Regions from separate parts of the Sus scrofa genome. Here regions 1 and 3 are each linked to region 2. The links are chromatin contacts, called in public HiChIP or PLAC-seq maps. All regions are on one chromosome and are shown on one strand. Each heading gives the region's core, a stretch centred on a gene start, on an enhancer-like site or on the middle of the called end of the contact. The rest is flanking DNA. Distances are from core to core; before and after follow the strand shown. Region 1 holds the start of NECTIN2 (nectin cell adhesion molecule 2). Region 2 holds the start of PPP1R37 (protein phosphatase 1 regulatory subunit 37). Region 3 holds the start of MARK4 (MAP/microtubule affinity-regulating kinase 4).

Evidence for each region. HiChIP or PLAC-seq counts read pairs in DNA pulled down with a chosen protein or histone mark.
Region 1: a contact with region 2 is called in an H3K27ac HiChIP or PLAC-seq map of alveolar macrophages. The contact joins the promoter of NECTIN2 here to the promoter of PPP1R37 in region 2. A contact is called at or near these places in 1 of 47 Hi-C or Micro-C datasets (skeletal muscle) and 1 of 2 datasets of contacts at active chromatin or transcription factors (alveolar macrophages).
Region 3: a contact with region 2 is called in an H3K27ac HiChIP or PLAC-seq map of alveolar macrophages. The contact joins the promoter of MARK4 here to the promoter of PPP1R37 in region 2. A contact is called at or near these places in 1 of 47 Hi-C or Micro-C datasets (embryonic fibroblasts) and 1 of 2 datasets of contacts at active chromatin or transcription factors (alveolar macrophages).

The regions. Positions count from the first base shown.
Region 1 is chr6:51,315,945-51,319,752 of Sscrofa11.1, reverse strand. NECTIN2 (nectin cell adhesion molecule 2) reads right to left here and starts at 2,096. Exons shown (of 6, transcript NM_001097494.1): 1 at 2,006-2,096. The coding sequence starts at 2,096.
Region 2 is chr6:51,521,433-51,525,578 of Sscrofa11.1, reverse strand. It overlaps PPP1R37 (protein phosphatase 1 regulatory subunit 37), which reads right to left and starts at 2,621. Exons shown (of 14, transcript XM_021094533.1): 1 at 2,078-2,621. The coding sequence starts at 2,279.
Region 3 is chr6:51,663,935-51,667,973 of Sscrofa11.1, reverse strand. MARK4 (MAP/microtubule affinity-regulating kinase 4) reads right to left here and starts at 2,051. Exons shown (of 17, transcript XM_021094540.1): 1 at 1,682-2,051. The coding sequence starts at 1,732.

The DNA.
Region 1 (3,808 bases), core at 847-3,346, 210 kb after region 2:
TGGTGCCCCCTCATTCCTGGGGGCCAAGGAGGGGGCAGGCGGAGGCGCTGGGGACAGGGAGACAGAGACGGATGGAAAGGAGACAGTGAGGGCGAGAAAGGAGGAGAGAAAGAGCTTGGAGAGAGATTAGAGAGCCAGAGGAGCTGAGAGGGAGAGGGTGAGAGACAGAGAGAGGAAGAAGGGGGGGAGTGAGGGAAGGAGCAGAGGGAGAGAGAGGAGAGGGAGGGAGAAAGGGAGGGGAGAGAGAGCAGAGAGCAAAAGCACTAGGATGGAGGGTCAGGAAAGGGGAAGACCTCCCCATCAAGTGCCACCCCTAAATCCTCCCAATGGCCTTGCAGGAAAGAACTATGATATCTGCTGTGCTAAGGAGGAAATGGAGGCTCAGGGCCGCTTGCTGAAGCCCTCGGGAGGAGGGGGGCGGGGGGAGTGGTGCTGTTCTCAAAGTCTCTTCTGTGTCTCTGCCATCTGAAGGCTGGGTCCTCCTGGGTCTGGAGGATCCTGGGAAAGGCTCTCAAGTCTGCAGGTGGCTGTGGATCCTGGGAAAGCGGTTTGCCCTTTCTAAGACTCTGTTCCCTCCTCTGCAAAATGGGAACAGGAACTGAACCTGTCTCCTGGGGGTGATCCGGCGCCTTCCACAAGACCACGCACCGAGTCCCCACCGGGTGCAAGGGGGGAGGGGTGGATTCTGAGCATTCTCCTAGAGGTGGCGGGGTCTGACTTTATCTCCCTATCTCCCACACAAGAGGGAGAGGCAGGTGATGGAAGCGGCAGTCCCTGACTCCAGGTGGAATCTGGGAGACAGTTCAGAGACCTGCTGGGAAAAAAGACCAGAGGCAAGACCAGAACTTCCCCAAGTTGCCTCCGCACTTTCTGGTAAACCTTTGGGAAACTCCAGTACACTAAGTTTCTAGCTGGGAATAAACAGCCCAGTCACCTGCAAGGGGCGGGGCCGGAGCCTCCTTCACCTGTTTCCTCCCAGCCCCTCCCTCTCCTAGGTCTGCGCCCCTCCCCTCTGGGAGGTGGAGGGAACAGGAGGGGGCTAGAGCGGAGGGAGAGAGAGGGGGGATTAGGGCGGCGTCTCCTCCCGTCCACCCCCCGCAGCGGCTCCGAGGACAAAGGCACGACTACAGGAAAGATAAGGTCCCGAAACCGGGAGTCTGGAACCGGGAGCCAGGAGAGCCCCCGCCCGGCCCGGCCCGGCCCCGCCCGGCCCGGCCCGGCTCGCCCAAAGTGAAACCCGGAAAACTTCCCTAGGGGCCTCCCCGCCGACGGCTCACAAGGAACGGGAAGGGTCCCGGCCGGCGGGACTCGGCCTCCTTAGTCTACCTGAAACACAGCCCACCGAGCCTCCAGTTTCCAGGCAGGGCCTCAGGCCCTGCATTTTATCTAGTACCCGAGTCGGGATTCCTGCCCACATGTGTATCTGCATCTCACGAGACATTCCAATGCCCCACAATTAAATCTGGAGCCCAGGAGACAGGGCGTTTGCCCTCCCCTTCTCCCAATTCTGTCTGGCACCGAGCAGACAGAGCCCTCGGCTCACCACACGGAACTCCTAAGTTTGAGCCCTTCCTGCCCTCAACTCTACCAGGACCCCGGCGTCCGTAGCCCCTAGCCTTCACACTACCTGGCACCCAAGAGACAGAGCTCTCACCCTCTAATTTTTCTGAGGCCCAGGAGTCAGCCCCAGTCCCTGGTTTTCTGGGGCCCGGGAGTCAGAGCCTCGGGAATCCTGAGGCCCGGGATTGGAGCCCTCAGGCCCTTCCCCAGGTCGCCCGAATTGTCATTCTTGGCCCTCCAAGAGGCCCAAAGTGCTAGTTCCCCGCCCCTCTCGAGGACCTCGGCATCTGGCTCCCTGCCCTCAATTCTCCCCAGGCCTCAGACTCCCAACTCCAGGAGAAGGAAAGATTGGGGGGGGGGGTCTCGATTCATCATCTCGACCCTCTGCTGGGGTGGGGAAGGGGAGGGGTTCGCGCGCGCCAGGGAGGCGTCTGCGGTTTCTCACGGGTTTCCCGGAGCAGTAGTAGCAGCAACGGCAGTAGCGGCAGCGTCGGCGGCGACAATCTTGACGGCGGGAGGGCTGCGGCCCGGGCCATGGGGGGCCCGGGGAGGGGGACCGGGACCGGGCGGGGGCCTGAGGGCCACTCTGCGAGCGCCAATCGGTTGAGAGGACGACCAGGTGCCTGGGTGGCTCTGGCTCCCGGCCGGTTCCTGCCGCGCTCTCTTCTCCCGGCTTGGCTCTCGCTGCCTGGCTCTTCCAGCTCGTTGCCCCCCGGTTCCTAGCTTCTTTCTGGCTTCGGACTCGCTGACGTCACAGGATCCACCCCTTTCCTCCCCCCAAGAGCCGACCCGATCCCAGGCTCCGGCCACGCCCCCTCATGCTGTTCTGACCCGCCCCCTCCTGGGAGGCCCTGTCCGCGCCTCCCCAGGATTCAACGCCCGCCCCGCCCCCAGCATTCCTCTCCCTCCCCTTCCTGCTCCTCCCCAGGATTCCAAGTTCGCCCTTCCCAGGGTTCTTTGATCACAGCCTCCTTGCCCCAGAATTCTATCTTTGCCCTCTCCCAGCGTTCAAGCTCCGCCCCCTAGCGTTATTGCCACGCCCCTTTACTCAAGGTTGCCCTCGTGCCCCGCCCCCTGTCTAAGGGGCGCTGTAGTCACGCACGCGTCGGAGCTTTCGGCTGTCTCCGCCCCCGTGAGGCTCCGCCTTTCGCGGTGCACCCCGCCCACCCGTTCTCCGCCCCTTCTCGGGAGCTCAGTCCTGGCCTCGGCCCCGCCCCAAAGACTAACCCGTCCCCTTCAGTTTTAGTCCCTGCCTTCTCGTCACACCTGCGTGAGGAGCGTGGGTTCTCATAGGCCCGCCCCCCTGGAACCCCGCCCCCACGCAGAGTCCCCACCCCCTTCCCTGCCTCTCGAATTCCCTAGTTCTCACCCCGTGCCTACTGTCGTTCGTATCTGTGCGCATCTCAGCCTGTCCTCGTCGCTTTCTAATCTCTGCTTGGGACTCTAGGAGTCGCTGCATCGTTTCTTTTTAAATTTCTCTTTTAGTGTCTCTTTGTGTCTATTTTTTGCCTTTCTTTTTCCGTCCCTGTTTCTCTATCTCTGGGTTTTTCAGTCTTCACGTTTCGCTGTCACTTTGTGTAGCTGGTCTCTTTCTTTCTGGTGTCTTTCTATTGCTGTTTCTGTGTCACTTGATCCTTGTCTCTTTTCCATCCCTTTGTCTCTGTCTGCGTCTCTGGGTCTCTGTCTTCCTCTATGTGTTCCTATCTGTGTCTCTCTGCCTCTTTCTGTGTCTGTCTCTGTCCTTATGTCTCAATGGGTGTTTCGGTGTCTCTTTCCGTGTCTCTTGTTTCTCTCTGCGTCTCTCTTAACCTCCCTTCCCTCTCCGCATCCCCCAGTCCTCTCGGGTGTCTGGTCCTCACCAGTTCCTTTCCGCGGCCGCCCGCCAGGGGGCAGCACAGACCAGCCCCCCGCATTCCGCTGGCCCTGCCGCCCGGCTAGGGCCTCCAGACACCGTTGGTCCCTCCCCGCGTCCTTGTCCCACTTCTCTTATCTTTCCAGCCTCCTTGCGTCTTTGTTGTCTCTCGCTCTGACTCGGCCCCTTTGTCTCTCCTCAGAGGCTCCCGCTTCTCCCCACCCCCACCTACCTCTTCACATTCTTTGGGCTGCGGAGGTGGCGGGGAGCTGGTGAGGCCACCCAGCGTGTAGGGGTGAGGGGGGGAAGCAGGAGGCCAGAGGGAGGGGATGCCACTGAGCTCCTGAAATCCTTCGGTTCCTGTTCATCTGAATGAAAACTGATCAGCTGGGGGCA
Region 2 (4,146 bases), core at 1,372-3,871:
GGCAGGCGCTTACAAGAACGACCTGACTCAATCCTCACGACTGCCCCGCGGTAGACAGTAGCACCTCTGCTTGCACAGGAAGAAACCGGAGGCCCAGAGGGGAGAATGGCTTTCCAAAAGCCCGGCAGCTGGTAACACACAGCTGTTCCTCTTCTGGGGACCTGCAGACCAGGAACTCTGCCCCCTGCCCTGCCCACTGCCAGCCAGACTCTCCAGCTGCACCCCCACAACGCTCCAGCCCACAGACGGAACACCGTCCCTTCCCCTGGCCCCAAGCCCACAAACGGACCAGCAGGTCTGCCCCTCTCCTGGAAGCCCGTGAAGCAGAAGCATCCAGGCCCCGCTTTCCTGGACTGGCCCCTCAAATGACCAGTATCACCTAACATCGGCCCCCCTGCAACCTTAGGAAGACTCGACCCGGCCAGTTTTCACTCGCCATCTTACGGAGTCCTCGCTGAAGCCCCGTGGCGTGGGTATTCCCACCGACACTTGGGAAAACTGGGGCTCCGAGGAGTTAAATAACCCGTCTGAGGTCAGGCAGTGGGTAAATGGGAGTCAGGATTCGAAGCAGAGCCCTGCTCTGCCTCTCCGGCTCTGAACTCCCTGGACTGGATACCACGCTACCACCAGGGCCGACTCCAACTCTTCCCTTCTTCAGACCCACTTCTCCAAGCCCTCCAACCCCAAAGTGACCACCTATCCCCCTTCAGACCCACTCCTCCAAGCCCTCCCCCGATCCCACCTATCCCCGGGGCGAGAGCACAGGGGCTTGGCTGGCTCCCAAAGCCAAGAACTTGAAATCGCCCTCCGCCTCTTTGACAACTGGCCAAGATGCCATTTATGGAGGCTCCGCGTGTGTTCAGCTTCCAGTTACCACATTTCCCACTCTCGCATCAAAGCCACCAATTCCTCCACTGCCCACAGACTAGCAACGGTTCCTCCTCTCTCCCCACGGCCAACAGACTGACTTGTGGAGAGTCACACAGCCAGGCCAATCCCTCTCTTGGTGGGCTCCATCCCAGAAGGCGGACACACCTCTCCAGGACTCGATACTGCCAGTCGTCTCTGGAGCGACTGTCCACCTTCCCAGCCCAACGGATAAAACACACCCCTCCAACTGTCCTTTCAGTCCCAACACTGAGTTGACCTTCCCCAGAGGACTTATAACCCAGGCACTCACTCTCTCTCTCTCCCAACATCTCAAGCCACCAAACTTCTTCAACCCTCTCACCTTCTACTGACCGGCATCTCCCATTCCCCAACTCTTTCTCAAGAGGGAAGAGAAAAAAGGAAAGGAAAAAAAAAAAAAAAAAAAAAAAGATCCTTCTAGAGCCAGGCTCCAAAGTTTCTCAGTTCCTGAATGACTGACAATGTTCTGCTTCCCTTTTTTGGGAGAGGAAGAGGAGGCAGGCAGTAACTTTTTCTTCCTAATGCCAAGATCCAAAACACCTCCTCTGACTATCTCTCACCCACCTCCCACCCCAAATTGACCAGCAACTCAGCTCCTTTATTTACTTCTCAGGAAGCTTATTTACCTTGATTCCCTCTTCTCAACCCCCAGATTTACTAACTCCTCTACAACCATAGGCCAGGTTTATTCCTCTTCCTCCTTTCACCCAAGGAAGGGAGCAACAAGACCACCCCTTGCCCTGAGGCTTGCAGGCCAGCGATTTAACCTCTTTCCATCCCCATGGGCCCATCAAACTCCTTCAACGCCCATGTTGACCCACTCTCCCTCCTCTAGCTGCTCTATCCTCCTTCGAGGGAACTACGAACTCAAAGCCCTCCTAATTTTCCATGCCACCAAACTTTCTTCCCTTGCTCACAGTTTTAATTCCTAAAACGATCGCCTTCAGCGTCCCTTGGAGTGGGGACGTGGGGAACAGGTATAAACCAGCTACTTCTCACCTTCCCAACCCAAGAGCCACCTCCTCTCTAACACCCTCCAGCTCTAAACTGACAACTCTCTCCTTAAACCGTCATTAGGTGCAACTTATTGAGCTCCACCTCTGTGCTGGGCGCTGCACCGACACCCAGGTCCCCCACCAGCCCGCCCCCGCGCCCCAGCCCTAGCTACCGTGTCTCCAGGGGTCTTTGGGTTCCACAGCTCCGGACACGATATCTTCGTCGGAGGGGAATGTGACGCGTTTGGCCGCAGCCTTGAGGCGCCCGTCGGCCGGGGGCGACGCGGGGCTGGGAGACCGGGCCTCGGCGGGGGCCTCCTCGGTTTCGCCGTCCGCGCCCGGCCCGGGCGGCGCCTCTTGCGGCGGGATCTCCATCGCCGCCACCTCCTCACGGGGGCCCCGGGGACATGCCCCGGGCCCCGGACTTGTCTCTCCGGACCCTCCCGCCGTCCCGGGGCATGGGCTCCGCCACTGCTTCAGGCGCCGCCTCCGTCCGCTCTCCTGGTCGTCGTAGTCGTCGCCGCCGGCAGCTCCGGCGCACCTCCCCCGAGCCCCGTGCGCGCCTGCTCGTTCGCAGCCGCACTTTCGTTAAGGGCCTGTGAACCCGTCTCGTATTCAGAAAAGCAGAAAATCACTTCAAGCTGTTTTCAGGTAGAGCTGTCTAGTGGGTTGTTTAAAGGGCAAACAAAAGGCAGAAAGGGCCACAGGAAAAAGAAGCGTGAGCGGTGAATCTGCAGAGCCGGAACTGCAGAGCGGGGGGGCGGGGCGAGGTGGACGCCGTCTCCCAGAGCAGCGCGCAAGCGCGAACCCGAGCCGCCCCCTCCCGCCCCCCGCGGGCCTCTCTCGTCACGAGCTCAGGCAACCGAGAAGGGAACGGAGTAGATAGAAAGAAAAGCCATCTGCTTGGTGGGGCTGGGCCAACCGATAAGGAGAGAAGGGGTGGAGAACTTGAAAGGAAAGGCGATAGGAACTGTGTTAATATATGAGTACAGGTTGTGGATGCTGACAGAAAGATCCTCTGCCTGGGGACAAGCCCGTCGCCACTTGCTAGTCTCTAGCCTTCTGTTTGCAGACTACAGTTTCAATAATAACTCTGTATTTGGATAGCGTTGTATAAAATACAATTTAAATTTAAAAACTAAGCGTTTCCTTGTGGCTTAGCGGGTTAAAGATCCCGAGTTGTCACTGCAGCGGCTTGGGTCACTGCTGTGGCACTGGCTCGATCCCTGGCCCAGGGAATTCCACATGCCTGTGCGGGTGCGGCCAAAATAAGAAAAAAATAAATTTAAAAACTAAAATATGAGCCACACTAAAATATTACAGCTCTGATTTAATTTTTTTAAAAACTAGACCAAAGAAGAAATGCCAAAAGCAAGGGGCGAATCTGCCACCCAAACTACCAGGCGATGGACCAGGTAGATTACTGAGCCAGTAGCAAACTAGCACGAACTCAAGCCACCCCCACACAAGTGCTCATCCAGGCGCTTAATATTCGCTCTCGCACTTTCGTCATGCTCTGCCAGCCTTTCCAGCCGCGGGGAGGGGTGGGTGGGCGGGGCTAAAACCAAAAAAGGGGACAAGAGGAGGAGCAAGCGACTCGTTGCCAAGGCAACTTGAAACCCTGGCCCAGGAATCGCCAGAGGTAGCGTTGTGAATGGACAAATGGGAGTTTAAGTTCTCCACGTGCTCCATTCAGCTTCACCACTGAAGACAGACAAAGCGAATCTCCTCTATATTTAATGGAACCTTCCCTTACATTTTTTCCTTTTGGCCACGCCTAAAGTTCTGGGCCAGGAATCCATCCCATACCACACCCGAGCCGCTGCAGCGACAACCGGGACCCTCAGCCCATTGAGTTACCAGCGAATCCCTTCACTTACATGTTTAAATTGATGTGACTATAAAGAGGGTAGAAATTACTTTTTTAAAGTAAATCTGCTGAGGAGTTCCCATCGTGGCTCAGTGGCTAACGAATCCGACTAGTATCCAAGAGGTTGCGGGTGTGATCCCTGGCCTCGCTCAGTGGGTTAAGGATCTGGCCTTGCCATGAGCGGTGGTGTGGGTCGCAGACACGGCTTGGATCCTGCGTGGCTGTGGCTCTGGCGTAGGCCAGCAGCTACAGCTCCGATTAGACCCCTAACCTGGGAACCTCCATATGCCGTGGAAGAGCCCTAGAAAAGGCAAAAAGACAAAATAAATAAATAAACCTGCTGGAAGACTACTAAGTAACGGGGCTAAGCTA
Region 3 (4,039 bases), core at 802-3,301, 140 kb before region 2:
GGTGATGGCGGCTCTCTGGGGAGGGGAGGGGGGAGTCCAGCAAGATGAAGGGGCAGAGATAAATCGATCTGGTGGGCATCTGGGGTGAGGGTGGCTGGGGATTGGCAGGGGCCCAGCAGAGGCCTGGGGGAATGGGACAAAGACCCCAGCTGGGGAGGAGTCTGGCATTGGTTGGTGGGAGGGTCTTTAGAAGCGCTGAGAGTAATCAGAAATCAGGGGAATGAGGGGAGGGTCTCTCTGGGATTGTTCTGGGCTGTGGTGGAGGGACAGGGGTGCCTGGGAACAGTGGGAGGGGTCCAAGCCATGGGACAGTGGAAGTCAGGGGCTAAAGATACCTGAGCCAGGGGTCTGGGTCTTGAGGAAACTCCTAGAAGTCAAAGAAGGGGGTTCCTAGGAGCAGTCCCTGGAACCAGAGAGAGGTTCAGGGGCCTGAAATCCTGGGGAAGGGGCTTCCAGGATAAGGAACAGGTCAAAGGAATAAAGACAGAGCCTGGTGGGGGCGGGGGGTCAAGAGGCCTAGAAACTTGGGGAGAAGGCTTCCAGCCAACAGACCCCAAGAGAAAGGGCCTAGAGCCAGGGCAAAAGCAGAGGCTTCGAGTCCAGGAGTCTTCTGGAAAAAGCATCCAGGGTCAGGCCTTGGGAGCTGGGGAAGGACTCTGAAGCTGAGGAGGGGGCTTCACTGGGAGGCCAGACCCCTGGCAAGGAAGACGGAGGCCCTGGAGCAGCAGAAGGGATAGGGGCCTGGGGCTCTAAGGCATGAGGCGGTGTCTTGTGAGGAGGGGCCTGGCCTAGGAGGGGGGTCAAGGGGCCGGGGGCGCCAGGGGCACCGGGAGGAGGCTTGCCTGAAGTGGAGGAGCTGATACAGGGAGCATGAGGCCTGGAGTCCGTCTAGTCCAGGGCCTAGAAATCCAAGACTGAGCTGGGGGCCTGGAGTTGGAGGCCAAGGCTTCCTGGGAGAGCAAGAGACCAGAGCGGGTCTGGGGGGATCTGTGGGGACCAGAGGTGTTGGGAATCCATGGACAGGGCTGCTTGGAAGATGGGGACCAGGCCTGGAAGTGGAGAGACCTTGAACAAGCTAGAAGGGCCCTGGGCCCAGGAAAGGTGGAACCGGTTTCCTGTGAGGGGGAGCCCACAGGAGCCAGGAGGGGATCTCCGAGGGGCGAAAGGCTGGGAATGAGAGACAGGGTGGTGGGGGGGAGATCCTGGGGCGCCCGCCACCCAGGTCCAGACAGGGAAGGCCAGAGGCAGAGGCAGGACGGAGCCAGGCCTTCCCAGAGAGGGCCGGGCTGGGCCTTGGGGTCAGGAGCCCGGCACACCCGAGAGGGGGCCAGTTGTCCGATGCGGAAGGCCTGGAGGGGAAGGGGCTTAGGAACCTGCGGGAGAAGGGAGGGGCTCCTGGAAGGCAGGGGAGGGGGCTTCCTGGAGAGAAGAGACCCGAGCGGAAGCGGTCTGCAAGGGATAAGAGAGGGGTCCCGGGAGAGGGGCGCCCCCAGGGGTCGGGCTGGGCTGAGGAGTGGGGGAGGGTCGAGCGGCCTGGAAGTCCAGGCGGGGGTCGGAGGTGGCGCGCGCGGGGTTGGGCTGGGGAAACGAGGGTAGGCGCTCGCGGCGAGGGACACGGCAGGGCGAGGGGTTCGGCGGCCGGACCCAGCCGGGGCTCCCCAAGGGGCCGAGCCCCACTCACCGTGTCCGAGTTCCGATCGTTGCCCGGGGCCATCGCCGTCCGCGAAGACATTTTCTCCGGGTCCCAGGGGACTGGGCGGCCAGGTCGGGGGGGGGGCGGGGGTCCGGGGGGGGGTCCCCTCTCTGCCCCTCCCCCCCCACCGGCCTGGAGACGCGAGCTCAAAAGCTGGGCGCCGTGGACACCCGGGTTCGCGCCGTGGGAGAGGGGGCAGGGCGGGGGAGGGAAGGGGGTGCCTAGGGTCCTAGTGGCCCCGCACAGCTCGGGCTGGGGGCGCCATGGGGGCGGCGGGCAGGCCGGCGGGCGGGGGCCAGGGAGGGGGCGCGGAGCCGGCCCGGGCGGCGGCGGAGGGAGGCGGTGGAGGGGCCGGGGAGGAAGGGACGTCAGGGGGAGGGGCGGGCAGGGCGGGGCTGCCGAGACCCCGCCCCCTGCCGCCAGCACTTAAAGGCGCAGGCCCCGACCGGCCGGGGGGCTCTGGGGGCGGAGGCACGTCTGGGCGCGTTCTCGGGGAGTCTGTTCTCACGGGAGAGTACAGACTCATCGGAGGAGAAGGGGAGAGAAACATCAAGGCAGAGAGCCAGAGGCGCACAGAAAGATACTGAAAGAGGCAGAGACAGACGCAGAGACAAAAAGACAGAGAGACAGGGGTAGGGGGAACACAGAGACACAAAGAGATGGAAAGACATTCAAGGAATGGAGAGACAAAAAGAGAAAGGCAGAAAGAGGGAGAAACGTAGGGAAAGAGAGGCACATACAGAGAGACAGAAGGAGAGACAGAGACACAGAGAGCGACAAAGACTGAGAGACTCGCACGCGGAGACAGAGACAGGGATGCAGAGACCGGTGAAGAGAATGGAGATAAAGCGACAGAAATAGACCGAGAATCCCCCCAGAGGCAAGAACCCGGCAGGCGGCGCTGTCCACATTCTCCCTCCCAGTCCCCTCCTCCCCAGTCCGGGAAGCTCTGGGGACCAAGGGCTAAGGGTGCTGGGGGGAATGGTGTCTGGGCGGAGCCACTGGGGAAGGGTGACCAACCTCTCCAGCAATGCTGCCTCCCAGCTCGCAGAAAACTCCAGACCCCGAGGTTGTGGGCTGCAGCCTCCTCTCCTCTGCACCGGAGCTGGGGTTCCAGGACTCTGTCCACGTATTTAACTCTTGGCAGGGATTTGATCTTTCCACGCCTCAGTTTCCCAGTCTATAAAGTGAGGGCGGGGAACCAACATGTTACCTTCCCCCAAGGGCTGAAGCTGGTGCACACGAACCCCAGGCAAGTATTCACCTCAGAGCGGGCCACTCTCTGGATGGGCCAACTGAGGACAGAGAGGGCAAAGGCTTTCCTGAGGTCACATGATCTCGTGGGGACCACCCTCTGGACCAGTGTGGGATGAAGGAAAGGGAGGCATGGCCAAGTCCTGGCTTGGGATCTATGCCCTGTCTGTCCCTTTCTGTTCGAACAACTTCCTGAGCCTCAGTTTCCCGTTCTAAGAAATGGGCGTGACAACAACAGCAGTGTGCTGGAGCCACCCCAAGCAAGCTGATTGTTTTGAAATCTCAGGAGTTTTGGAACCGGTGGTTAAACGGCCATTATTTAAAAATAAATCATGCAAACATACAATTAAATATTTAAAACAAAGGTAATAAATACTCATCACATCCTAATTATTTTACTACGTTTTACTATCATGTGTGATCTTGAGGTTATTTGCATCTATCGTATCTGCCCAGTGAAACTAAGGGGTGACTGCTCCTCTCTTCCCTGACAAACGCTTTCAGTAGCGTCACCTTGGTAGCTTGAACTGAGCCATGAAAGGAATATTTACACCATGGAAATTGGCAAGTCCTGCAAAACAAGTCTTTCCACACACACCCCCTACACACACCCTGCTCCCCAGAGAGCTGGTTGTTACACACCAGTATATCACTATCAACTACATGGACAGAGGCTTCCTCTGTGAAAGCTTCTGAGCATCTCATCCTTTCTGACCCACGCTGAGGCTGGACCAGCCTTATCACCCCCACTAAGAAAAAGTACTTGCTGAAGGTCACACAGCTGGGGAGCAGCAGGGCTGGGATTTGAACACAAGTGTCTCCAAACTCCAGAACTTGGGCTCTTGACCGCTAAGGTTTCCCGTCCCTGGATAGTAAACCTCAGTCTGCAACAAATTAACGAGCCTATGGAAGTAAAGGGCTTCACGTGGGACCAGATTAGGGAACAGATTAGAATTTCTTAAATGGGTGGTAGTATTATAATTCAACAAATGGAGCCTGAGGAGTCTCAGGGATAGTGGGAGGCAAAAAGGGAGGGGTTCAGGATGTTGTTCTAGAAGCTTTGGCATCCCAAGGGTTCTGCGGGACGACGGG